Linked DNA regions of Mus musculus: region 1 is linked to region 2. A link is a contact called in public Hi-C data. All regions are on one chromosome and are shown on one strand. The core of a region is the stretch at or near the end of the contact, and the rest is flanking DNA. Distances in the headings are between cores, read along the strand shown. Region 1 overlaps Gm35019 (a long non-coding RNA gene). Region 2 has its middle 34 kb from the start of Gm24833.

Region 1 (5,349 bases), core at 2,375-4,874, 330 kb after region 2:
AAATAGAACACTGTCATCTATCGTAACTTAAAAGACTTATAAATCCATAAGTTAAGTCCTAGTTTAGCTTGTATACTATCTGAAAACTATCTTCTCAAATACATTTTTTTTCAATGTTAAATAGCCTCGGTTGGCTATGAGACTATAAGTAGACTTTCAACCCCATCAGAAATCCAAGAGTGACAAATTCTATCTGAAAATATAGGAAGCCTAACACCGCTTCCAGAACTGAGACAAACTGCAGAGACAACTGCCTACCTATACAGCTCCAGTATGTCAGGAAATTGGAGAATCAGTCTTCAGCCTTCTGGCCCAGGATATTCTGATAGACCTTGAAAAACAGGAATTGTTAAGGACTAGCTTATTCTGTCTCGGCAGAACTAAGCTGTCCTAACCTGCAACTTGTGTCCTCTCAAGTTCAGTATAGGCCTGCAGGAGGGATAGTCAATGTCTGCCCAGTGGCTACCCAGCCACACCTGGAGGTATAGATGCTCAGCTGCTTCTTCGAATTTACAAATGGGGAACATTAGGAGCAGATTTGTCTCAACAGCAAGTGAATAAATAACATTAAATGTCACATGCTGTGCATTTTTGAAAACCATCTATCTATGCAAAGTAATGTGGACTGTTGTCCATTAACTACCCCCAGCTATTTTTAATTAAAATATCTGAAAACACCCTAACAATAAACTCAGAGCCATGAATTTGCTATTTGGCCCTTAACTCACAGGCTTAAACATCTCAGATTAGTTTATTATAACAGTTATAGAAGGACTGGGTCCAAGCCTTACAGTTTTAGAATTTTTGTATCAATAGAAGAAATTTATATCTATGAAAACTTGATTCTGCATCAAAATTAATCCTGTACCAAAATAAGAAATCATGACTCAACTTAGTAACTATTGTAAAGATTTCTACCAAATGAGATCATGGCTACATAATAAATTCTAGCTAATAATAAATTCTCCCTGTTTCAATTATGACCATTTCTATGTTCCCCAGAAAGGCAACCTTAGAATAACAACTTCCAGCCCCAAAGCCCAGGGAACTGGAATGATAACTCTTCATAACTTCTTCAAGCTGAATATGGGCGTTGAGATATCTTTGAAGGGGAGGAAGGGTAGAAAAAAATGAGGGAGTTGGTTGGCCTTAAGAAGGCCACCCCAATGATTGTTACAGTCTCTGATGTCTGTGTCCTGACTGGATCCGGCTGAAAGTCCAAGACATCAGGAGATCAAGCAGGTCAGTTCAGCATGTCTGATGATGAGACTCACCAAGGCTGTATAGTCTGTAATATACAAATCTCAAAACAAAATTTTAGTATCATCAAGATATCCTTTTTGTTTGATTCTCTGGAATCTAGTCCTGGGGGGGAGGGGGTCCCTCTATCAAATTTGATCCATATTACTCTGGAAGGTGTATAGACACCAATCACCTTCTCTAAAAATGCAAAGACAAAACCTTTCTCCCAAATCAGCTTATGCTTGAGCCAGTAACCAGAAAAACCTTTATTTTGACATCTCTCCCAGAAGGATAATATAACCACAAAACTCAAAATCACACCCATCTTGAAAATTAATCTAAAACAAATGAAGCAAACTAAAATACTATTATGTGCCTATTCTTAGGCTTTTTCTATTTTGTCATGCAAGATAATAACCCAACGTTCCCATGGAGCCCACGTTAGAGAATATGAGTTAGGTATCTTGAAGACCTTTCTATGCCATCTTTAAAATAATTGATTCACACTTCTGTCTATACTTGATTATAAGCAGGCAGCTATTCAAACCAGGATTTAAATTCAAAATTCCCGTAGAGCCCATTTTAGACAGAATATGAGTATCCTATAACACTTGTTAGAGCAATTTATCTTTATACCATCTTTAAAGCAATTAATTCAAACTTTCATTAATATCTGCCTATAGGAAGCAGGTAGTTTTTACTTGTTAAGCTCTCCACCTAGAGCAGCCATCTTGTTATAACATCTATTGCTTGGGCTCTCTACCTGGAGCCACAGACATTTATTTTATTAATACCTGTTATAATACCTATCTGTTGAACTCTCTACCTGTAGTCACAGACTTTTAATAATTAATATCTGTTCATAGCAGGCAGTTATCACTGCTCTCTCTACTTGGAGTCAGTGACTAATTTTCCCTATCCTAGCTCTGAACCACAGGTGAAATTCCCCACATGATTTAAACAAAATCTGTATATAAATCTATCCTAAAAGCAAATAATCCCAATGTTATAAATTCACAGTTAAATCAATATCTGCCCCAAGATAAAGGCAGCTTCCATTCTCCAGCTCTCTGACTCAGAGCAGCCATCTTGTCTCTTTCCACAGCAGGGGACCTCAGAGCCCTCTTTTTTTTTTTTTTTTTTGTTTGTTTCAAGGCTCCCTCGCTTAAGTACACATGACTCATCATCCCAGCACCACCTTTCTCTCACTTAGAAAATAAAACTCTAACTCTCAGGCTAATAATCTTAAATTTCTAGTGGATTCTTGCCTAACACGTTGGTTTACCACATGTTGTGGGAAGCAATAAAAAGGAACCTTGCCATGCTATGGCCAGTCAAGCACTGGTGGGCAAGTCTCTCTGACTCAGAGCTCCAAAATCTCTCCACCCAGATAAGTTCCCACTGGCAGGTCACTACCACACCAGCCCCGTGCTTCAAAACTCCTACATCCTTTTGGGGGACACATCAGGCAAACCCATGCTTTGCTGCCATACCTTTCTCTCTCTCTGGAACACCGCCGAGCCACCACATGAAGGAAAACAACACAAAGTTAGTTCAGAAACAATGGTAACTCAATCACTGACTACAACAACGAGAATTCTAATCTTGTAAGCTTTATTAAATGTAAATCCTCCTGTGGCAAATCCTGGCAGATTCACTATCTAAACTGGGAGACACTAGTAGCCAGATCTTGTCCTTTCCCTGTCTCTGTCAAAAAACCCTTCTCCTGCTTCCTCTCTTCCTCTGACCAACCCCGGAAGTCCCTGTGTTTCCATTTTCTTGACATAGAAAATATATTTCTTTTTTTTTTATTCTCTAAAATTTTTCTTAAGGACTTCACCCTCTTATCTTTAAACCAAATAGTTTTTCTTTCTTTCTTTCTTTCTTTTTTAATTCAGTTTCCCTTCTCTTTTATAGTTTTCTAAACTCAATACCTTACCTGCTCAGATGTCTGTGGCTTTTCAATCCTATTGCAGCTCAGGGTAAGTGCTCCTCTGTCCTTCTGCACATTTCCAGGCTCCTCGGACTAGCATGTATCTGTAGTGGCCAGCTCCACCCTCTCAGCTCAGTTCAGAAGGTTGTCCCATTGGCTTTGCCTCCTGCCAGTTCTAGACAGGCCACTCCCACCTGCTGTGCTTCTGTGAGGGTTCAGGCCTTCACCCAAGGGCACCCATGGGTATTCTTGGTGCCCACTTGCCCTGCCACATTTGGCTGGGCTGCCACCTGTCATCAAGCATCAGGATGGGGGCTCAGTGGGCCTGGACTGGGGTGCTGAATTTCCCATAAGCCTCAGCATGAGTCATACCTTCCACCCAGCAGAGCACTGGCTCCCCAGAGCAGCATGCAACATGAGAAGTGTTTCCTGTGGGGCTGTGCCTTGAGGCTCTGGTTCCTCACTCTACTGCCTCATACAGGCCTCTGCTCTCCCTAGAAGATGGCCATGGTGCACCTTGGAGGGATAAGAGGCCTGTATTTCCATACTCAGCCTCTTCATGTTTTTTTGCCTCCACTGTTCACTGGCTTCTGTGGCCAACCACACCAAACGGAGCAGCCTGCCCACCATCACAGAGCAGTATGCTAAACCATCCTTCCCAATGGCTTCTCAGGCTCTAAACCTGGATAACATGCCCCACATTGGGTGTCATCTATTAAAGTGTTTGTTTTTCCTCCTGGTTCCAAGCTCCCATAATAACCACTCAGACTCAAAATATATTTACAGATATCTAGGCCATATAGCTAGGCTCTTCTCTGATAACCCACTTATATTAGCCTATATTCTGCCATGTGGCTGGTCACCTCTGCTCAGGTATCATTCATCTGTCCTCCTCACATCTTCCCCAGCAACTCTTCCCACACCTGGCTCTTTCCCAGAATCCTCTCTGCCTACCAGTTGTCCCACCTTCTAGTCTACCCTTTTCTATAGGCCGTAGGTTTTCTTAATTGACAGGTGATTCGTCCATAAAATACACAAGCTGTTCTCTGTACACACATTCTCACTTCCTACTGCATCAGAGTCTGTGTGCATGACTTTCAGAATCCATATCCAACGACCTCTTCCCTAAACCACTCTCTCACCTTACCTTAAAATACACACTGGAGAATTTTAAATGTGGTTCCTTCCACAACCTAAATTCCATCCTTATCACTCCAGAAATTAATTTTGGTATCAGATTACCAGTTCTCTGTCTCCCTTTGTATCATGGTTAAAGTATAACCAAACACAAGAAAGAGCTGTTTATCCTGACAGGAAAAAACCCTTTAAGGACTGCATTGTTCACTCTGTCTCCCGCCACTGAACAGTTTGTTATAATTTCCTGTTTCCCTCTAATTGCTTTCTCCCCTGGCTGCTCAGAACCAGAGTTTTAAAGTTGAATTCTTCTCTCTGAGACTAATAGAAACTACAACTATTCACAACTAAAGAAATACTACATAATGCTTCTTTCCCCTTCCCTCCCTTTCCCCCACCCCGTTACTCTCTTCCAGCACAAATAACTGTTTTGACCAATCAGGTGAGTCCATCAACTCATTCCAGCCAGCTTTTCAGACCTGCTTCTTTCTCTTTATGTATTAGCACAAATTGAATAGCAATCAAAATATGAGTTCACATTTGTCACCCAATGACATTTGAAAGTTGGTCCCCAATCATTATGTAAAGACCTGGCCAGTACCACGGCCTTTTCTAGTCCTTGAGTTATGGACTCTCCCAAGAACTTTATGAAGCAAACAGCTATGTTTTAGAGTGGTTTCAACTTATCTCCTTTTTTCCTGTTTCAACATGTTCCTACAATGGCAAAAACTGATACAGGTGGTTACATGTTGAGACAACTGCACACAGCTGTACAAATTAGAGACCTCTCTGGTAAGGAGAGAGGACTGCCTGCCGTTCCTGCCATAGACTTTCCCCCTTGCTTTCATGAACACTCTGTTAGGGAGGGGTGATTTCTTAACCTTCTGTGTGCTCCAACTGGCCTAGATCAGAGCAGGGATGTAGGTCCAGTGAGAGACAGGAAATGGCCCTTAAGCCTGTTACCCCCTTAGTCTTAGGATTTTGTTGCTATTATGACCAAAGCAAGTCTTATAAAGAAAAGCATTACTTAGGGCTGGCTT
Region 2 (5,667 bases), core at 1,035-3,534:
ACATTGGAGTGGGGGAGACTTCAAGGTCTCAGAAGTTCAAGTTAGGCACAGTGGCTCTCAGTCTTTTTCTGTTGCCTGTGGATCAAGATGTAGAACTCTCAGCTCGTGTTCGAGGACCATGGCTGCCTGGATGCCACCATGCTTCCTGCCATAATGATAATGGACTGAACCTGTTGGGCTGTAAGCCAGCCCAATCAAAAATCTTAATTTTTAAGAGTTGCTGTGGTCATGTTGTCTCTTCACAGAAATAGAAACCCTAACTAAGACACATCTTTACTCACTGAACTGTCTCACCAACCCAAAATCTTTGTTTCTAACCTATAGATATCCAGGTACCCCAGTGCGACTTGTTTGAGAATATTTCTCCCACTGGATTACTTTGGCACGCTGACACACTTAGCTACTCCTTATTCACGACCACTTCCAGGTCTTCTGAGCTTCTTTATTGTCAATGTGCTCAGCCCTCTGCTGATTCTATGCCACATTGATTACTGTATATTAACTGATTACTGTATATAAATCTTAAAATCAGGTTCACTGTATTCCTTTGAAACATGGCTTTAGGGATTTTAATTTTAATTTAATTATTAGAAAATATTGCTTATATTACTCGAGCTCTTTGTGAGATTTTTTTTAAAAATAAAAAGTACATGAAATCTAGGATTGAATATAAATTTGGGGAGCAATGATATAGTTATTCTTTTATGTCTTCTATCCCAGGAAGAGCATAGTATGTTTCTTTACTTACTTAAATATTCTCTAACTTTTATTGGAATTTTGTAATTCTCTGCATTAAACATTTTATAAGCAGGGGTAGCTCAAGATACTTCCCTCTCCGTTCCGAGCCTTTATCGCTAATGGTTGTTGAATTTAGTCATTCGTGTTGATTTTTGTGCATCAGACCATATGACTATGACTATTTTCCTTTAGATTTTTGAATACATTCCCATTGAATGTAGAATTTTACCTGGATGCTCCCTCTCAGCACAGAACCATATCTGCTCTAGCTGACGTGTTCTGGTGGGTAATGTACTGCAGAGCTGCTCCTGCACATGGCATGTCTTAGGGAGGGTCTCACTGTGTGAGTTCTTCTTAAGATTTCATTAGGACTCTTGAATCTGTGTGGATGTCTTGTGACAAATCTGGGCAATTCTCAGCCATCACTGTTCCGAGCGCCTTCCCAGCCATATCCTGCACCATCTCTCCTCTGGTTCTCCTGACTTCATGTATCAGATAAACACTATTGTCACTTTTCCTTCTACTGCTGTGAAAAATCACGTGACTAAAAGCAACTTGGGGAGAAGAGGCCTGGCTTACACTTCCACACCACAGTCCCATCATGGAAGTCAGGATGGGGAACTCAAGGCAGAAACTGGAGCAGCGGTCATAGAGGGATGATGGTTACTGGTTTGCTCCTTATAGCTTGCTCAGTCTGCTTTCTTATAGATCTCAGGCCATCTGCCTGAGGGTGGCACCTTCTTTAGTGGGCCCAGCCCTCCCATATCAATCCTTAATCAAGAAAATACCTTATAGACTTGCCTATAGGACAATCTGTTAGCAATATTTTCTCAACCAAGGTTTCTCTTTCCAGATGACTCTAGCTTGTGTCAAGTTGACAGAAAACCAACCATGTCACAGCCACCAACACGTCCCTAAGGCTGGTACAGCAAAGCAATGCTTTCCTTCTTTACGTTACCAAAGGGAACCATTCCGGCTTGCTTCCTGGGATTTTAAATAGATAGATGGACAGAAGAGAGGCCCTGTTGCCTGGAGGTAGCCGTCTGTTAGAAGGCTTCTGGGAGCTTCTCTATGGAGCAATATTTCTGCTTTGGCTTTCACTCCAGCAGGAAGTTGAAGAAGCAATGGGTGGAGTTTATTACAGTGCAGGGTTTTTCTCCTCCCAGTCCGACTGATCCAATTTTTCTCCAGTCTTCTGCCTGTTTCAAGCCCCGGCTGTTTGCGTGGTCCTTTTACTCTTCTCTCCTCTGCAATCTGCCTCCCTCAGGCTTCTTGTTTAGCTGACCTCTGACCCAGTTCAGCACCTGTCTGTGAGGATTCCCTAATCCAGTATCGTGACCTGAGCTCTTGACCCAACTAAACACGCTGCCCAGACATTCTAAGGGTTTACATTCACCAACGTTTTTATTGCCCTCCTAGCTAACAGAATCCAGATCGTTCTTCTCTGCGAGGCAGAGACGAGGAAGACGGACTTTAAGGATCTACTCTCTTCTCTCTAGGACACATTTCTGAGAGGTCACCAGCTGCTGCTGCTGCTTCTTTCTGCATTTTTTCTAAGCCCAGCACAAGGAGGCAGGAAGATAAATGAGTGGGAGGACAAATTAACACTGCAAAGCTTGATAAATACTAACATCAAATACTAAAAATAACCAGACAGCAGTAGTCGCCTTTAGGAATTTCATTTGTGCTTTTGTGTGTTTGTGTGTGTGTGTGTGTGTGGTGTGGCAGGGCGGGGGAGGGAGGGGCTCGAGAAGGGAGAGAACTCTTTTTTTTTTATTCTTTATTCTTTTTTAAAAAATAGTTTTTATTACATATTTTCCTCAATTACATTTCCAATGCTATCCCAAAAGTCCCCCATACCCTCCCCCCCACTTCCCTACCCACCCATTCCCATTTTTTTTTTTTTTGGCCCTGGTGTTCCCCTGTACTGGGGCATATACAGTTTGCGTGTCCAATGGGCCTCTCTTTCCAGTGATGGCCGACTAGGCCATCTTTTGATACATATGCAGCTAGAGCCAAGAGCTCCGGGGTACTGGTTAGTTCATAATGTTGTTCCACCTATTTAGAGCAGGACTGGAAATGTTACCTGGAGGCAGAAGAGCTCCCCTGCAGGCAGAGTCGCACCCACCCAATAACTCCCTTGCTGACTCTCTCTTTTCTGCAGTTCTGTAATGGCTCCCTCCCAGGGCTGCACAAGGCACCCTGGACTCCTGCAAGGAGACAGGTAAAGTGCCTGGGAAGTTGCAGGCTTGATCACATCTTTTTCCCTTTTCAGATTTTCCCGTTGTTCGTAGAGAAAAGAAAGGTGATTGGGACCAGTGTGCATCTATCTGCGAGTCCCTGTTACTTAAGTGTGTCACATCAAGGCCCTCATTCCCACAGACACAGTCTGTGTGATGGGAACAACTCCAGATTAGGACTCTACAAGACTCCAAACATGCCTGCCCCTAGGCATGCCTGCTGTACCATTCCTAGACCAGGGATGTGGACAAATGACCTTGATAGCTTTGGGGGCGGAATATTCAGGTTTAATACAAGAGGAGAGTAAGCTCCTTTTGGATTCGGTTGCTGTTGCTTCCCTCTCCTCGGGGAACAAGTCCGCCCACTGTGAGTCTGTATGGATTGCTAGAATAGAGAGAAAATGCAGTGGAGGGAAACGAAGCACACCCTCATGTGTGAGCACAGGCACCTTTGAATTCTTCATCATCTCCCTCACAATCAACAATTTCCCTCCATCTCATTCCCTCTCAACAACTAGCTGCAAATAGAGGGCCTTACATCTCAGTCTCTTCTCTTAAAATCACATCGAGATCTGCTTCCTCTGCGCTCTGAGGAGCAGTATGAACGGGGAGCACGCTCCTGCAAATGTCAATTTATTCGTAAAACTCGTGTTCAGGGCACCCACATCTCCCCATCACTCCTCTCCCATTTTGTATCTGCCTCCCGGGCTCTTCCTCAGCCTCGTTCAGTCACGCAGGGATGAGTTCTGCGTTTCAACCTTTACAAGCATTGCGTTCCTCCCCCTCCTCCTCCTCCTCCTCCTCCTCCTCCTCCTCTTCCTCCTCCTCCTCCTCCTCCTCCTCCTCTTCCTCCTCCTCCCTCCCATCATGCTTCCTAACAGGATACAGATTTCTTCTTGACACCTCTACTCCTAAATCCACCGAGGCCAGCTCTCCACTTGCTTTCCACAAGCTGCCTCTGGATTCCCAAACTGTCAAAAGCAATGGACTCGTCCTTTTCTGCTCATCTCTCGCCACTGCATTCTGCCTTTGGATTCCATGATAATGCAACATCCTGGTTTTTCCTGAGGACTGTGTGTGCTTTCCCAGGCGTTGCCAGGTTGAGCAAATAAAAATATTGAGCTTTCAGTTAAATGTGAATTTTAGACCAATATTAAATGTTGTTTCGTATGTTGAAAGTTTGTATGGGAATTTTTTGCACTAAAATAGTGACATTTTTCTATCCGAAACTAAATTCTGGGTTCCCTACTTTTTCCCTGACAACCACTATAGTTGTTTCTTCAGAGTCTGTCTCTAACTGCACCCTTCATTTCTATCTCCATGGCCCTAGTAATGATTTTTTCCTCAGAAAAATAAAACAAAACAAAACAACAATCTTTATCTCTACCTACATCAGCCTCTGTCCCTCTTTTCCTTCCATGCCTCTATCTCTCCCTCTCATTTCTGTTTCTCTGTGGATGTTTTATAGCATTTCTAAATTCAGTTGAAACTGACATCTCTGGACTCACAATCACATCAACTCCCTCTTCCTCCTCTTCCTCCTCCAGTGGCTCCAGTGGCTCGCTCTGGGTTCTGCCTTAACCAGCCTACCTTCCCGTCTATATCCCTGGGACCCATGGATGTGAGACCATCATCAAATCCTACCAGTCTTTTGAAACTGCCTTCAACTAGGTCCACTATTTCTGTTCTCTTTATTTCTGACCTCCACACACTACCTCTGAATGAGCATCCTAAAGTTTAAGTGTGGGTGTGTTGTTCCCTTAGTCAGAGACGCTCCTGGCTCCTGGCTGAAGTTCTTATTCCTCAGCCGGTGTTCAGATTCAGAGCCTGTCACGGTTTGGTCTTCCTCAGCTCATCTCCCGGTGGCCACCTTGGGGACCTTCAGGACACAACCTAAGTCCATTAGTTCACATTCAGAGTTAAGCTTAGATCACTTTTAAAGGGACAAATACAGTTTGGGCTAAATATAAACTATTTACTGAATTACTAAAGGGAGTCAGTTAGAAGCAAGCATATTAAAGACCAGAGAGATGGCTCAGTGCTCAGTGGAACACTTTACCATTCTGCCAGAGGACCGAGGTTTGTTTCCTCGAACTCATATGGTAACTCACAACCATCTGTAACTCCAATCCCAGGACATCTAGTGACCCTTTTCTGGCCTCTTCGGGCACCACACATACATACAAACAAAACACTCTCACACAGAAATAAATAAATCTTTTCATGAAGTAACCACTAAAGTCATTAAATAAGCAAGTCATTGGGAGCTGATATAAAGAATTCACTTTTTTACAAGCTTAGTGTCTATCAGGTATGGACAATGTTCACATAAGCATCATTTATCTCTGTGACATCTAGTCACAGCTAGATTCGGAGAGAACTCCACTCAGCCACTGTTGCCTCTCCATTGATCTTTTGAACTGGATCCCTTTCTCGTCACCTGATTCTTGCAGATGGGGGCTTATGATGGTTTCTGTAAAAGCCTCTGCCCTCTGTATGATAGAAATCTCTAAACAATCACGGTCTCCACATGCTACTAATCCACATTCCGATCCAAGAACATGAGAGTACACCAGCAACCTAAGTTGCAATGAACAAGACAGTAAACATTTTCAATTCTACAGTGCATGTGTTCTCTAATGCAACTCAACTCTACCACTGAGATCCAAAGTCAGTCATCTATAAGTGA

The links. A called contact is a pair of places that touch in the nucleus more often than the background predicts.
Region 1: a contact with region 2 is called in a Hi-C map of uterus. The contact joins two enhancer-like sites. A contact is called at or near these places in 2 of 15 datasets of contacts at CTCF or cohesin (embryonic stem cells and stem cell-derived epiblast-like cells), 23 of 484 Hi-C or Micro-C datasets (the AML12 cell line, adipose-derived mesenchymal stem cells, cardiomyocytes and 13 more), 12 of 115 datasets of contacts at active chromatin or transcription factors (SST interneurons, double positive thymocytes, embryonic stem cells and 4 more) and 1 of 9 other capture datasets (embryonic stem cells).

Annotation. Positions count from the first base shown.
Region 1 is chr15:37,896,452-37,901,800 of GRCm38.p6, forward strand. It overlaps Gm35019 (a long non-coding RNA gene), which reads right to left. Exons shown (of 7, transcript XR_383951.4): 2 at 3,182-3,465; 3 at 2,736-2,747; 4 at 259-1,303. Among named protein-coding and RNA genes, the nearest start is that of Gm35019, 8.8 kb to the right of the region's middle. Within about 2 kb of position 3,625, at least 10 of the 459 cell types and tissues checked have an H3K27ac peak or open chromatin away from gene starts, as enhancers often do. A contact at or near this core is called in uterus, where this site is marked.
Region 2 is chr15:37,566,872-37,572,538 of GRCm38.p6, forward strand. It overlaps a transcript of Ncald not described here. Among named protein-coding and RNA genes, the nearest start is that of Gm24833, 34 kb to the right of the region's middle. Within about 2 kb of position 2,285, at least 21 of the 459 cell types and tissues checked have an H3K27ac peak or open chromatin away from gene starts, as enhancers often do. A contact at or near this core is called in uterus, where this site is marked.